4 separate regions of the Gossypium hirsutum genome follow, and regions 1, 2 and 4 are each linked to region 3. A link is a contact called in public Hi-C data. All regions are on one chromosome and are shown on one strand. Each heading gives the region's core, a stretch centred on a gene start, on an enhancer-like site or on the middle of the called end of the contact. The rest is flanking DNA. Distances are from core to core; before and after follow the strand shown. Region 1 holds the start of LOC107948295 (zinc finger A20 and AN1 domain-containing stress-associated protein 6). Region 2 holds the start of LOC107948290 (CAAX prenyl protease 2). Region 3 holds the start of LOC107948390. Region 4 holds the start of LOC121228136 (solute carrier family 35 member F1).

Region 1 (2,818 bases), core at 294-2,793, 530 kb before region 3:
TTTTTCGAAATTTTTATCAGGGGTAAATTTGGATGAGAAAATTATTTAATTAAATATAAATATCAAAGTTTATTTTGGGTAATAGAAAAATAGAATTGGGTTGATCAAATTACAAAGTACTGAGTCGAAAAGTCTAGGAAGTACTCATAATTGGACCCGATGTAAAAGAGACTCAAAATCCCCTCATGGTATATGAAGGGGCAGTAGCCGTAGTAAGAATACTAGGGGATGCCATCCACCCTACTCTTACTTTAAGTATGAACTTGTTTATCTAGTTGAAATAAACTTTTACAATTCAACAAATGTTCTACTTTCTATTCCTATAAATAGATGACAACAGTCCAAAAATAGAGTGAATTTATTCTCAACTATTAAATATATTTTTCCGAAATAACAATTCTACTAGTTTCTATTTGGGAAGTGATTTTTTTTTCTTTCCATATAAAAGAAAAGAATTTCTAGTTTTGTATTTTGATTCAATTGATTCGGGCTCACATTTGTAGTAATTCGAGGTATGAGAATAGTGGAGAAGATTGTTTGGTTGAAATCCGAGAACGACAAGGAATCTTTTATCCAAATTTTTTTATTTTCTATTGTGCAAGTAAACTGCTTTCAAACTGGATTTTTTCAACAAAATGTACTAAAAACGCTAAAATAAAAGTTTTCTAACACATTAAAAATACATTAAAAAGTATTTATATTAAAAAAAATACTACCATAAATATAATCAATGTTTTATTATATTATAAAGCAAAAATAATCATAATAATTATTTTATTATATTAAATATAATTTTAAAATTTTATATATTAGGTTAAGTTATTTAGTTGGGTAAGGTTTTCTTTTTTCTTTTTTTTTTAGGTTTTGGGTAATGATTTTAATTATTATTAAGTTGGTGATTTAATATAAATATAAATAAATAATTAAATAATATTTTTATAATATAATATATTTAGGTCAAGCCGAGCCGAGCTCGATAAAAAAAATTATGCCCAATACTCAACCCATATAAAAAATAGGTTTTAAATTTTATTCAAACCTATTTTTAAAATATCGTATTTTTTTCTAATCTCTCCTAATTTAAAGCGAACTTTCGAACTTGATTGAATAGCCAAACACATAACAAATTTACTTGTGATGTAGTTGACCCTATAAAATATTCTAACAAAGCATTTTCTAAGATGATCATATTAGATAAATTTTAATTTTAATTTTTAAACAATATCTTAATCACTAAAATATTCATAAATAAAATTTTATAAAAGATTATTAACCACATCCTACCAACCCAAAGAAAAAAGAACAAGAGGACCACTTCAGCGAAAAAACGAAGAACTTTTTCATCTCTAATCCAAAAATAATTAAAGCCACAGATCAGATGCCACGTGTTAACCTGGACAGGTAGGACTTAGGAGTGACAGCACGCAGCTGTAATTTTAATTTCTCTTCTTTTTTTGCCCTTTGTGCATGAATTTTCGTGGCGATTTTTGATTTGCAGGCAATTAAGATAACCAAAAGGACGTGGCCTGGACTTTCCAATTTTAGCGTTATACTGCCAGCCTGTCTTTTCAGATATTCCCATATTATTTTATTTTTCAAAAAAATTCAATTAGAAAATAAAGAAAAAACATTTAAAATTATTACTCTTTTTTTTTTTTTGTCTCTTTTTCGTTGTTGGCTCCTCTTTTTCCTTTATCCTCCATCCACTCTAATATTCTTTTCTCTGATCTTTCTGATAATCCTTTCCTTTGTTCATATTCTCCCTTTCTGCTTCTTATTTATTTTCTTTCACCTTTTCCTTTCAAGGTACTTCTCTTTCTCACCCTTTTATTTTGTATTTCGCTGTTCCTCTAGTTTGATTCTTTTTTTTTTATGATTTGAATTTTAGATTGTAGATCTGATCTTTAAGAAAATTAAAATTTAACAGATCGAGAGAAAAAAGAATGGCAGAGGAGCATAGATGCCAAGCGCCAGAAGGCCATCGTCTTTGCGTCAATAACTGCGGCTTTTTCGGAAGTTCGGCGACGATGAACCTTTGCTCCAAATGTTACAGAGATCTCTGTCTCAAGGAACAGGAAGCTTCTTCGATCAAATCCGCTCTTTCCTCTTCCCCTTCGTCTTCATCAACGGTCGTCGAATCCATTTCTCAGGTTCCTCTTTTGGCTCTCCATGAAGTCAACAGAGAATCGGCGGTTCCGGAGATTGCATCGGCGGCCGAACAGCGATCGCAGCAACAACCGAATCGGTGCATGGTTTGCAGGAAGCGGGTCGGGTTGACCGGATTCAGATGCAAGTGCGGTGTTACGTTTTGTGGGTCCCACAGGTACCCTGAGAATCACGGGTGTACGTTCGATTTCAAGAAGGTCGGCAGAGAGGAGATAGCACGCGCTAATCCCCTCGTCAAAGCAGAGAAGCTCGAGAAGATTTGAGTAGAAGATGATGATGATGGGAAGCCAAGCCATTGGGAAAATTTCAAATTTCATCAAACGTTGATAAGGTCGAGACACGTGTTTCGGAGGTGGTCCCTACCACCAAGAGTAAACCAATTGGGCTGGATAAATATATTTTCTTCTTAAAATATAAATATTTTATAATAATATTTAAATTATGTGCCTCTTTAGTTTTTTTTTTTCTCTTCCTCTTTTGCTTTGTAAAAAAAAAAAAAGTCACTTTTTCTTTTCTTCTTTTAATCCCTTGTGGTGAAAAAAAGAAAAAGAAATGTAGATTCCTGCTTCTTCCATTTGAAGTTTTTATTTATATTTTCAAGTAATAGTGTGTAAATGTGCTGGCAGCGGCCGATCATGAAAAGCCATGAAAG
Region 2 (2,750 bases), core at 248-2,747, 910 kb before region 3:
CATTTTGCTATACACAGAAAAAAAGACGGGTCTCAAACAGCTAACTGAATCATACCAAGTCCTGTTTGTTGGCGAACACCAAGATGATAGCATTGCTCATAAATGGATCATTGATTATGGCCTGGAAAAAAATTATTAAGAACTAAAAAGAGACTATGTACAACCATATTGGCTAACAAGTTTGTGCTTGTTCTAAATTTACAACCTGAAATTCCTGTTTAGCTTGGCGAATCCTCTCTCGGTCCAAGGAATCAACAACGTAGATTCTGTTCTAAATTTCACACGACCACTTTGTTCAAATAATAGCTCCTCCGTGGACAAACAAAACAGAAAACCATCAAAAGGAGAAAGCCTCAATCATGTAAATCAACCATATCTAAAACCAAGTTGCCTACCGATAGTGGGAACAGTTGATAAAACTGCTCCAATAATGAAATCGAAATACAAACAATATGCTGCTTAAAATCCATTAAACGAAAGTATTAGGAACTCATTAAACGAAATACAAACAATATAGCACAAACTATAATTCCTAAAAATCAAAACGCTAAAACAGATTTTAAAAAATGAAGCCAGAATTTAAAAGAGCTTATCTCGGAAATGATTTGGCAAGCTCTAATCATGCGGTTTTATTAGCTGCAGTAGCCCCAACCAAAAGGAACTTCAAAAATTCCTCCAATAACTCATTACTAGCGGAAGTGTCGTTGGGATCTCGGGCCAGGACCTTGCTGAAACAAAGCATACAACACATTGCACGGTGGCGGTTCACTTTAGAATTTGAAAGAGAGGGGTCAGTGTCTTGGTGAAGGCGACAGAGAATTGATGAACGGAAGGGGATTTCGAATGGACGGCTGAGAGCTCCTTCAACTTAAATTCCAAAACATCAGCAGTATTGTCTTCATAGAAATTTATGCAAGAAATTCCAAAGTCATGAAGAATTAAAACAGAAAGGCAAGTAGATGGAAATAAATGATTGAGAAGAAGTTGAGAAAACTTTACCTTGGGTACGTTGAAGGAAAGAATGAGGCTTCAGAGTCACATGAGAAACAGATAAAGATGGCTTCTGCGAAATGAAACATGTATGTTAGGTGTTGAAATTAAAAAAAATAAAGAAAGAGGGGAAGATGATGAAGAAGACGGTGGCGGAAGAGAGAAACTTAAAAGCGTGTTTTGAGGAGGGAGAGGCTGGAGGTGACTTCGCTCGCAGGTTCTGTTTGATGTTGGGAGGGAGAGGCTGGAGGTGGATTTCTAGTTGGGAGGGCAAATTAGGGCTAAGGCTGTAAAACGGGTGTAAACTGAGGAGGAGGCAGGGATTACAAAACAGAGAATTTCGGGGATTAGGAAAGTAACGGATTAGAGGGGGATTAGCAATACATTGAACCAAACGGCAGATTAGAGGGAGATTAGGTGGGGCCCACCGATTAGCCAATACACCCAACCAAACATGGTGAAAGTGTTAATGAGGGGTTCTTTTCGGCCCAAATTTACTTTGAGGCTTTGAAGTGACCCAAAAACCCTCAAACAAGAACCGCCCCAAGTCAAAACCCGAAGCCCCTTCTCACTGAAAGGGTATCAAACGGAGAAGATATTGAACCGGAACCGGCTTTTCTTTCCCACCTTCTCTTCCTCTCTCCGGCGATCCTGGCTGCCGCCTCTTCGAATCCAGACATGGAAGAGAGCGAAGGTAGGTTATCGAAGCTAGTAGCGGTGATTGCTTGCATCGCTATGACACTGTTTTATGTTTCTATTCTTTACGCTCCCACTCTGATCCTCCGCCTCCCGCCTCCCCAATCCTACGAGAATTTCATGATCCGACGGTTCATTTGCGCCGCCGTTTGCTCCGTCGCGTCCGTTATTTTCTGCGCTTTCGTCCTTCCGGTATACCTCTTTCCTTTGTCTCTCATTTTTATTTCACTCATTTATTATTATATAATTATGAACTAAGTTGAGATTTCTGTCATTCTGTGAAGTAAGTGGAAACTTAATTCATTGAGCTAAAAAGTGAACTCATATATAATTAGAGATGAGCGAAATATTGAATTGTTAACATGCATTGAACTAAAGCCATTTAACATTTTCATGTGAATGTAAAATCATCCATTTTGCGTTTTACAGAAGTGCTATTATTTGTTTTTATATCCAAAACACGTTTGTTCCTTTTTTTTATTATTCTAACAATGTTCGATTATGCGTAGATAACAGGTGGGGAGGCATCTTACTCGTTTGGGGTTTATGGCATTCGATCGGATCATTTTGTAAGAATCATACTTATGGAGTATATTTCCTACATTTTTGTTATGGATTTATTATTTATGTTTATGATCTGCTGGTTCAAAATCAGTTCTTGAAATGCAATTTTATGTGTGAAACAGTGGCAAGCAATCGTCTTTCCTCTTTTCTTGACTTCTCTTATGTATGCTGGATCTTTGATATTCAAGTCCATGTTATTGGTAAATAAGTGGAAGGAGCATAGACATCAAGAGGGAGAGCCACTGTTAGGTTGTATAAAAAGTACCCTTCTTAGCCTCCCGGTCCAGATGTCTTCAGTAACTTCCAATGTTTTATTCTGGAGGAATTTTATTGTGGTTAGTATGCTTACCACTTAAATTTCTTCATCTTTTGAGTGAATGCAAATAATTGTAAGGTCTATAAATAGGGTGTGTTTGCAATATTTTATTGTTGAAAAGGTTGCATTGTGCTTGCTTATTCTAGAAAGTAGTCTTGCAAATGGATTGAATATTGTGTTACAT
Region 3 (3,013 bases), core at 486-2,985:
ACTGGGTTTATGAGAGCATTGTTCCCTGTCATTTCATTCAGCTGACTATCCTCCCAAATATCTTTCTCAGATATTCCCACAGTGCTGAATAATATCTAAAGTTAAAGTGAGGAACCAGTATAAGTAGATTAATAAAATCTAAAAATAAACATATAAATAAAAAATGCAACATATCACAAACACAACCAACCGGCCTTTCATGAATCATCTGCCAATCAGACTCCTTATGGGTTAACATTCTACGCAATCTACATGTTTCTTTTTCAGCCTGATAAAGAACAATCAGTCAAAAATAGTAGCATTTGAAAAGCAAAATGGTAAATCAAACAAGTTAATACCTTGGTTAAATTCTGACTGGACCTCAGCACCCCATTGGATGGGTATCTTTCAGCGCAAGGATGACTCGCATTAAGCGACTCAGCTACTACCGATTCAATAACTACAGATGTGCTTATCACTTGACTTTGCTCCTGGCCTATTGTAGCTTGATCCTGCTATAAACAAAAATAGTTCTCAAGTCCTGCATAAAATAGTGTCACTCTCACTTATAAGAATAGTGCCACTTGGTGACAGATCACTTCGTCCAATTAAGACACAAGATAACTTGTCTAGCTAACCACATCAGAATTCCAATAAAGACCCAACAGGTTTAGCTAACCACATTTTCCATATCAATGATTATTACTTATGTTCTAACATTCTAAAATTAGAAAATTTTCTATGGCCACCAGTTTCTTACTAGTTTATCTATGTTCTTCTTCTTCCCGCGTATAATTTAATTCCTTTAAATCCCAGAAATAGAAAAGTGAAATAAAAGCTGACAAAACTACAAAGTGTTCAACATTAAGATATTTTCCACTATTATCTTCAAATTCTTGCATCGCATTTGACATATTAACATCGATAAGATCAAGAATTTAACAGATTATAAGAAAATCAGTAAGTTATTTGAGTGGTTGGTTATATTAATTAAATATATTAACAGTAAAAGAATTTTTTTTCTTACTATTCAAAATGACATTTCCAGCATTCACAATACAGATTCATTTTTATCAAATGAAATTTCAAGTATCATGAAAAAAAAAATCAATATGTATAATTTTGTTTTTGAGCAAAAAGAATTAACTTCTTTTGGTATGTATTATTTCCACATTTTCAATTATGAGCATCACTTTCAAAAGGTAATTTAAATCACTAATTCCGGGCAGACACAGTGAAAAGCCACTAAATAAAAAATATCAGAATTTTTTCTTAAAATAGAATAGAATAGATAAATAAATCGAAAATATCGATAAAACTATCCTTTCAAGTATATATATTGATAAAATTAGATTGATTCACCAACCTCAGCGAGATCCGAACCGGATTGAACCGGGTTCGAACCGACGCCAGAAGGCGGTGACTCAGTACTGATACTGGCTCGCTTCCTCAGTCTCCTCCCTTTGCATCCCCATTTGGCGCCAAATTCAGCGGAGACGGAAACAGCAACCCACTTCTTCGAATGCGCCAAGGCGGCCAATATCTCTGCCGCTTCCATATCCATCCGATCCGCCGCCAACGCATCCTCTGCCGCATCTGCCGTTGGCGAAGCGCACGAGCTCGAAAGTAAGCCTCTCCCTAATTCCATCCCAAAGAGGGAAAAACGAAACAAAAATTCAAAAACTAAGGGAAAAAGAAAATCAAAAGAGAGGAAACAGAACACATTCAACTTCTTTGTAAGGAAACTAACCAAAAAGGAAAAGGTCTCTTACAAGTCTCTGCGGCGCCTTGAGGATGTATCTGAGAGTGCCACGTATAAATTTTATGCCACGTAGACGATCAAGTGACTCGTGTGTGGGGTCCAGCACGTGCGAGTGAATGGAATTAAAGAAGCAGAAATTGGCATCCGACACGCAGATGTAGTGAGTAAATACCACGTGGGATTTTGTCATTTGGGGTTCTACGTGGGAATGGGAGGACCAGGTAAAATTAAAACCTTCAGGATTTAATTTCACCTCTTCTACTGATTTTTGGGGTAAAAACTGGAAATCATTATTTCTGTAAAACTGTAAAAAACAGTACCTTGCTGTCAAAATTAATTAGATGTGGTAAAACACACTCAGTTGGAATGTTTGTTGGTGTTTGATAAAATCAAAATTCGTAATAATTAAATTGATCTAAATTTGAAATAATTCAATATTAAACTCTTCCGAGTTTAACATAAATTTGAGCTCGATTCTAAAATAAATTTAATATAAAATTTGAAAAACACATATTTTTTATTAACATAATTATACGAGAATATTTAAGACGAAAATATTATATAATAATACAATATATTAATTCAAATATAGTAAATTAAATTTTTTTATTAACATAGAATGTTTTAAATTGATTTTTGTTACATGAAAGTTTTAAAATTTAATAATTTATAATAAAATTATAATAACTGAATGCATGAAGAAATAATTATATATAATTCTAAAATTTTACAAAAAGCTACTGATAGAAACGATAAGAAACTTTTTACTTCTAAAAACAGACGAATATTATTAAACATTTAAGTTTGAAATATGGTAACTTTATTAATTATTTAAAAATATTGTATTAGATAATATTATTTTTTTTAACATTATAGTCAACTTTGTAATTAATAAAAGACAAATAACTTTTACAGTTACAAGTATAAAATTTTCCATAGCAACTTAGAATTTAATTTTGTAAAATTATTTATTTCACATTTATTTAAGTTGTTTCACTGAAAATGACTTTTGGAAAATGATTTCTAAAAAAAAAATGTTAATATTTTGTGGTGGTTGGAAGAATCTGTGTAAAAATGTTAAGAACCAAGTAATGGAAAGCCATCATCTTCTTCATTTTACATTGTTAAGAACCAAAACCACCATTTTAGCTAAGGGGATATTCAGCCAAGCTTCAAACTCATGCATGATATATAATTTTGGCCCGTTTTTAATTATTTCTATGTTTTTTAATCTTTTTAGTTTAATCTAACTAACCCGGGGGTTAATTCGTA
Region 4 (3,009 bases), core at 404-2,903, 680 kb before region 3:
AAGGTTATGGACTCAAAACAATATATATATATAATTGCAATGCCACATTGCAGATTCAATTCAAAAGTCATAAATTAACCATATGCTACCAAGCATAAAGGATACAACTCGACACCGCTCAATAGCATCCCAAAAAGACCAATCATCGAAACCACTTCGATTCGGTCTTTCTTCTTAACACAAAATTCCTGCAATTTAGAAATGAAAAAGCAGATAGCTAAGACAAATAATCTTGAGGTTGCCATTAGATACAGAACTAATGGTGTAATAGTTCAATAGATTCACCAACCTCACCAACATTGCTCATGGCAAAGAAGAGAGTGCCAGCAATTACTAGTGCATCTCCAAGAATTGGTTTGGAACCACCTGCATGTGCAGAGAAACAAGTACTTCACTCCGGAAAATTCGAATGACTTCCAGTAATGGCGTGCTGTTTACGAATTAAAACATCCATAAAGAAACAGAGTTCCATAACTATAAGAATATCTTCTGCATTAGACCAGAATGTTACCTCCACCACCCACCCCTGCATCGGAGAGGAGCACTAGACCAAGGCCAAGCACACAAAGAGCAGCACCTCCTAGCTGCAATAAAGAATATCTAGTGCCTATGAAGAAATATGTGAGAAATATTGCCCATACGATGGTCCAGCAGTCCAACAGTGTCACACTAGTGATTGAGGAGAACTGGAAGGCTTTGTTAACTGCAAAAGAAAAAAAAGGGAAAAAGGAATGGCTCTTTTGTCACGGTAATTTTTGCAGTAACATATCAGACATATTCCACTTTCTTTTTTCCCCCAGTTAAGAACATGTTTTTGGGAGATCATGTTATGAGATATTAGTGACTACTACAGACTCACCAAGATAATTCCCTTGAACATCAACAAAGCCGAGGGCGAGATACCAATACCAAGGAATCTGCAAACAGAACAGGATTGAAGTATCAAGGAATCCTTTTGAATATAAGATTAGTGGAGTTGATAAGTGATTACCCTTAGCTTTTGACCCCTATAGAGCAAGATGCTACCATAAACCACAGCTAAAGCGAAGTAAGTGAAGGAAGTCTGAGTGATAGGCGCATCCACACCTAGACAAAAAGCCAACACACTGATGAGCAAACAAAGAATATAAAATTCCAAATTCATCTGAATATTTTTCATAACCAGAAGCAAGTTAAGAGTAGAGGGTTAAGTTGAGCTTACCAAGACTGGCTATCAAAGAAGAAGTAAAGCTCATAAGTGCAAGAACGAAAGAAACAAGTTGGCCCAGAAAAAGCCTGAACAAATTCTTCAAAGTTACTTGAGTTTTGAACCAGTTGCCGACACTACTCCAGCTCATTTTTTGTTTGTCAAAAAAATCGTTTGATAAAATTTGTTCTTCAAGTACACAGATCGTCAAAAAGGGAATGGGGTAACATTCATGTCAACATCAAAGGATTTTAAAGCTTTCTTCTTCTGTTTTTTTCCTTTATTTAATTATTGTCAGGTTTTGTTAAAAGAGATCTGCATCTAGGCGTAGCTACCATTCCAGGGTCATTTCCTTCGTAGTTGGACTGTTGAGACCACGTTCCTAATAGCTTCCACACCTCACCCAACGGTTACCGTTGGTAGTTGAAAGTTATCGTCTTTTTGCTCCCACGTGACACTCTCCACCGTGTCCGATGTCTTTTCAGATCTGATTTAGCTTATGAAGTCATACTTGGCGCCTGTCCAATTCCATTTGTTTTTTTTTTAATTATATAAGGATAGTTAATTTTTAATTTTGATCCTATATTTTTTTTTTTAAATTTGAGATTTAATTTTTATATTTCAATTCTGAAATAATTCGGTACCTCAACTCTTATAATTTCATTAATTAGTTGAAATTTGTTATCCCAATTAAAATGTTAATGTTAAACTTTAAGACTTATTGACACTGTTAATATTCCCTATTAAATTTAAATTCATTATGATGTTATTTTGTTACATGTATATAAATTTAACAATATATAGACCTGCATTTTTAAACTAAAAACTAAAAGAATTGAAAATAAAATAAAAATATAAAACCTTTAAATTTCTAACTTAAACAAATAAATATTTAATCCCACATTCAATAATGAATCCCACCAAAATAAGCAGCAACACTACGATATACATGTCTACAAAATATAAGAAAATTGGTAATTGAATAAGGGGTTATTTTGTGTGTGTGTGTGTGAGAGAGCTAATTGAAGTTGTTTTTAAAGAATTGAACAAGTTTTTAAGTGTATAAGGTTTGTTATTTTATTATATATCTCCGGATTAAAATATGATGCTTCCTTAAATATTATTTGTGATTAATTCTTACTATATATGTTTTTTCATGTTAGTTTTATAATTTATGTTAAGCAAGTTTAGTTTTGGGGTTGCTTTAAGAGTGCAAGTGCCTAAGACCTAAGGTTAAAAGGGCCCAAAAACCATATTTCAAGAATGGGCTTGATGTTAAGAATTCGTGATTGTTTTATCTAATAATCATTCTCTTCTTGAGAATACAATATGACTTATTATTGCACTCAATACTTGTTAGCTTTATTATCATTATTATGTTAACATGCAACATTAATATATAATATTTTTTTATTTATATGTCAAAAAAGTTCTTAAGAAAATGTGAAAAATCAATTAAGTCCCTGTGTTAGAATTGTGTGACCCAAATTCTAAGAGATTGCTTGCAAGTCAAGTTAAACAAAAATATATTTTCTTTCTAGAAGATTTAGTATTTATTAGTATAATATATTTAGTATTTATTAGTATAGTTTATTTGACTTACTAATTTAGCCTATAAATAGGCTCCTTTACAATCTTAGAAAAAAGAGACACCCATTAGATTAGAACTCATAACACATTCAGAGAATTTTGTGTTTACGTTTGAGGGTTCTTTGTTTTTCGGGTTTTCGGGGTTTAGTTTTTATCTCCATCTTTTGTACTCTTCATTCTTTTGCGATTATAGTAAAATTATCTTTGCCCGTGGTTTTTTTATCCTCTTTTGA

Evidence for each region. A called contact is a pair of places that touch in the nucleus more often than the background predicts.
Region 1: a Hi-C map of leaf shows a contact between it and region 3, with 3 times the contacts expected there. The contact joins the promoter of LOC107948295 here to the promoter of LOC107948390 in region 3. A contact is called at or near these places in 3 of 34 Hi-C or Micro-C datasets (all in leaf).
Region 2: a Hi-C map of leaf shows a contact between it and region 3, with 2.3 times the contacts expected there. The contact joins the promoter of LOC107948290 here to the promoter of LOC107948390 in region 3. A contact is called at or near these places in 3 of 34 Hi-C or Micro-C datasets (all in leaf).
Region 4: a Hi-C map of leaf shows a contact between it and region 3, with 2.0 times the contacts expected there. The contact joins the promoter of LOC121228136 here to the promoter of LOC107948390 in region 3. A contact is called at or near these places in 2 of 34 Hi-C or Micro-C datasets (leaf and petal).

Annotation. Positions count from the first base shown.
Region 1 is chrA04:49,982,156-49,984,973 of Gossypium_hirsutum_v2.1, reverse strand. It overlaps LOC107948295 (zinc finger A20 and AN1 domain-containing stress-associated protein 6), which reads left to right and starts at 1,543. Exons shown (of 2, transcript XM_016882793.2): 1 at 1,543-1,806; 2 at 1,928-2,818. The coding sequence starts at 1,944. The coding sequence ends at 2,429.
Region 2 is chrA04:50,362,378-50,365,127 of Gossypium_hirsutum_v2.1, reverse strand. It overlaps LOC107948290 (CAAX prenyl protease 2), which reads left to right and starts at 1,497. Exons shown (of 7, transcript XM_016882785.2): 1 at 1,497-1,878; 2 at 2,196-2,255. The coding sequence starts at 1,669. It overlaps LOC107948291, which reads right to left and starts at 1,420. Exons shown (of 6, transcript XM_016882788.2): 1 at 1,000-1,420; 2 at 206-867; 3 at 56-121. The coding sequence starts at 93.
Region 3 is chrA04:49,449,709-49,452,721 of Gossypium_hirsutum_v2.1, reverse strand. LOC107948390 reads right to left here and starts at 1,735. Exons shown (of 9, transcript XM_016882925.2): 1 at 1,346-1,735; 2 at 339-494; 3 at 191-268; 4 at 1-95. The coding sequence starts at 1,627.
Region 4 is chrA04:50,133,241-50,136,249 of Gossypium_hirsutum_v2.1, reverse strand. It overlaps LOC121228136 (solute carrier family 35 member F1), which reads right to left and starts at 1,653. Exons shown (of 12, transcript XM_041111306.1): 1 at 1,202-1,653; 2 at 992-1,086; 3 at 860-917; 4 at 512-703; 5 at 290-366; 6 at 106-188. The coding sequence starts at 1,337.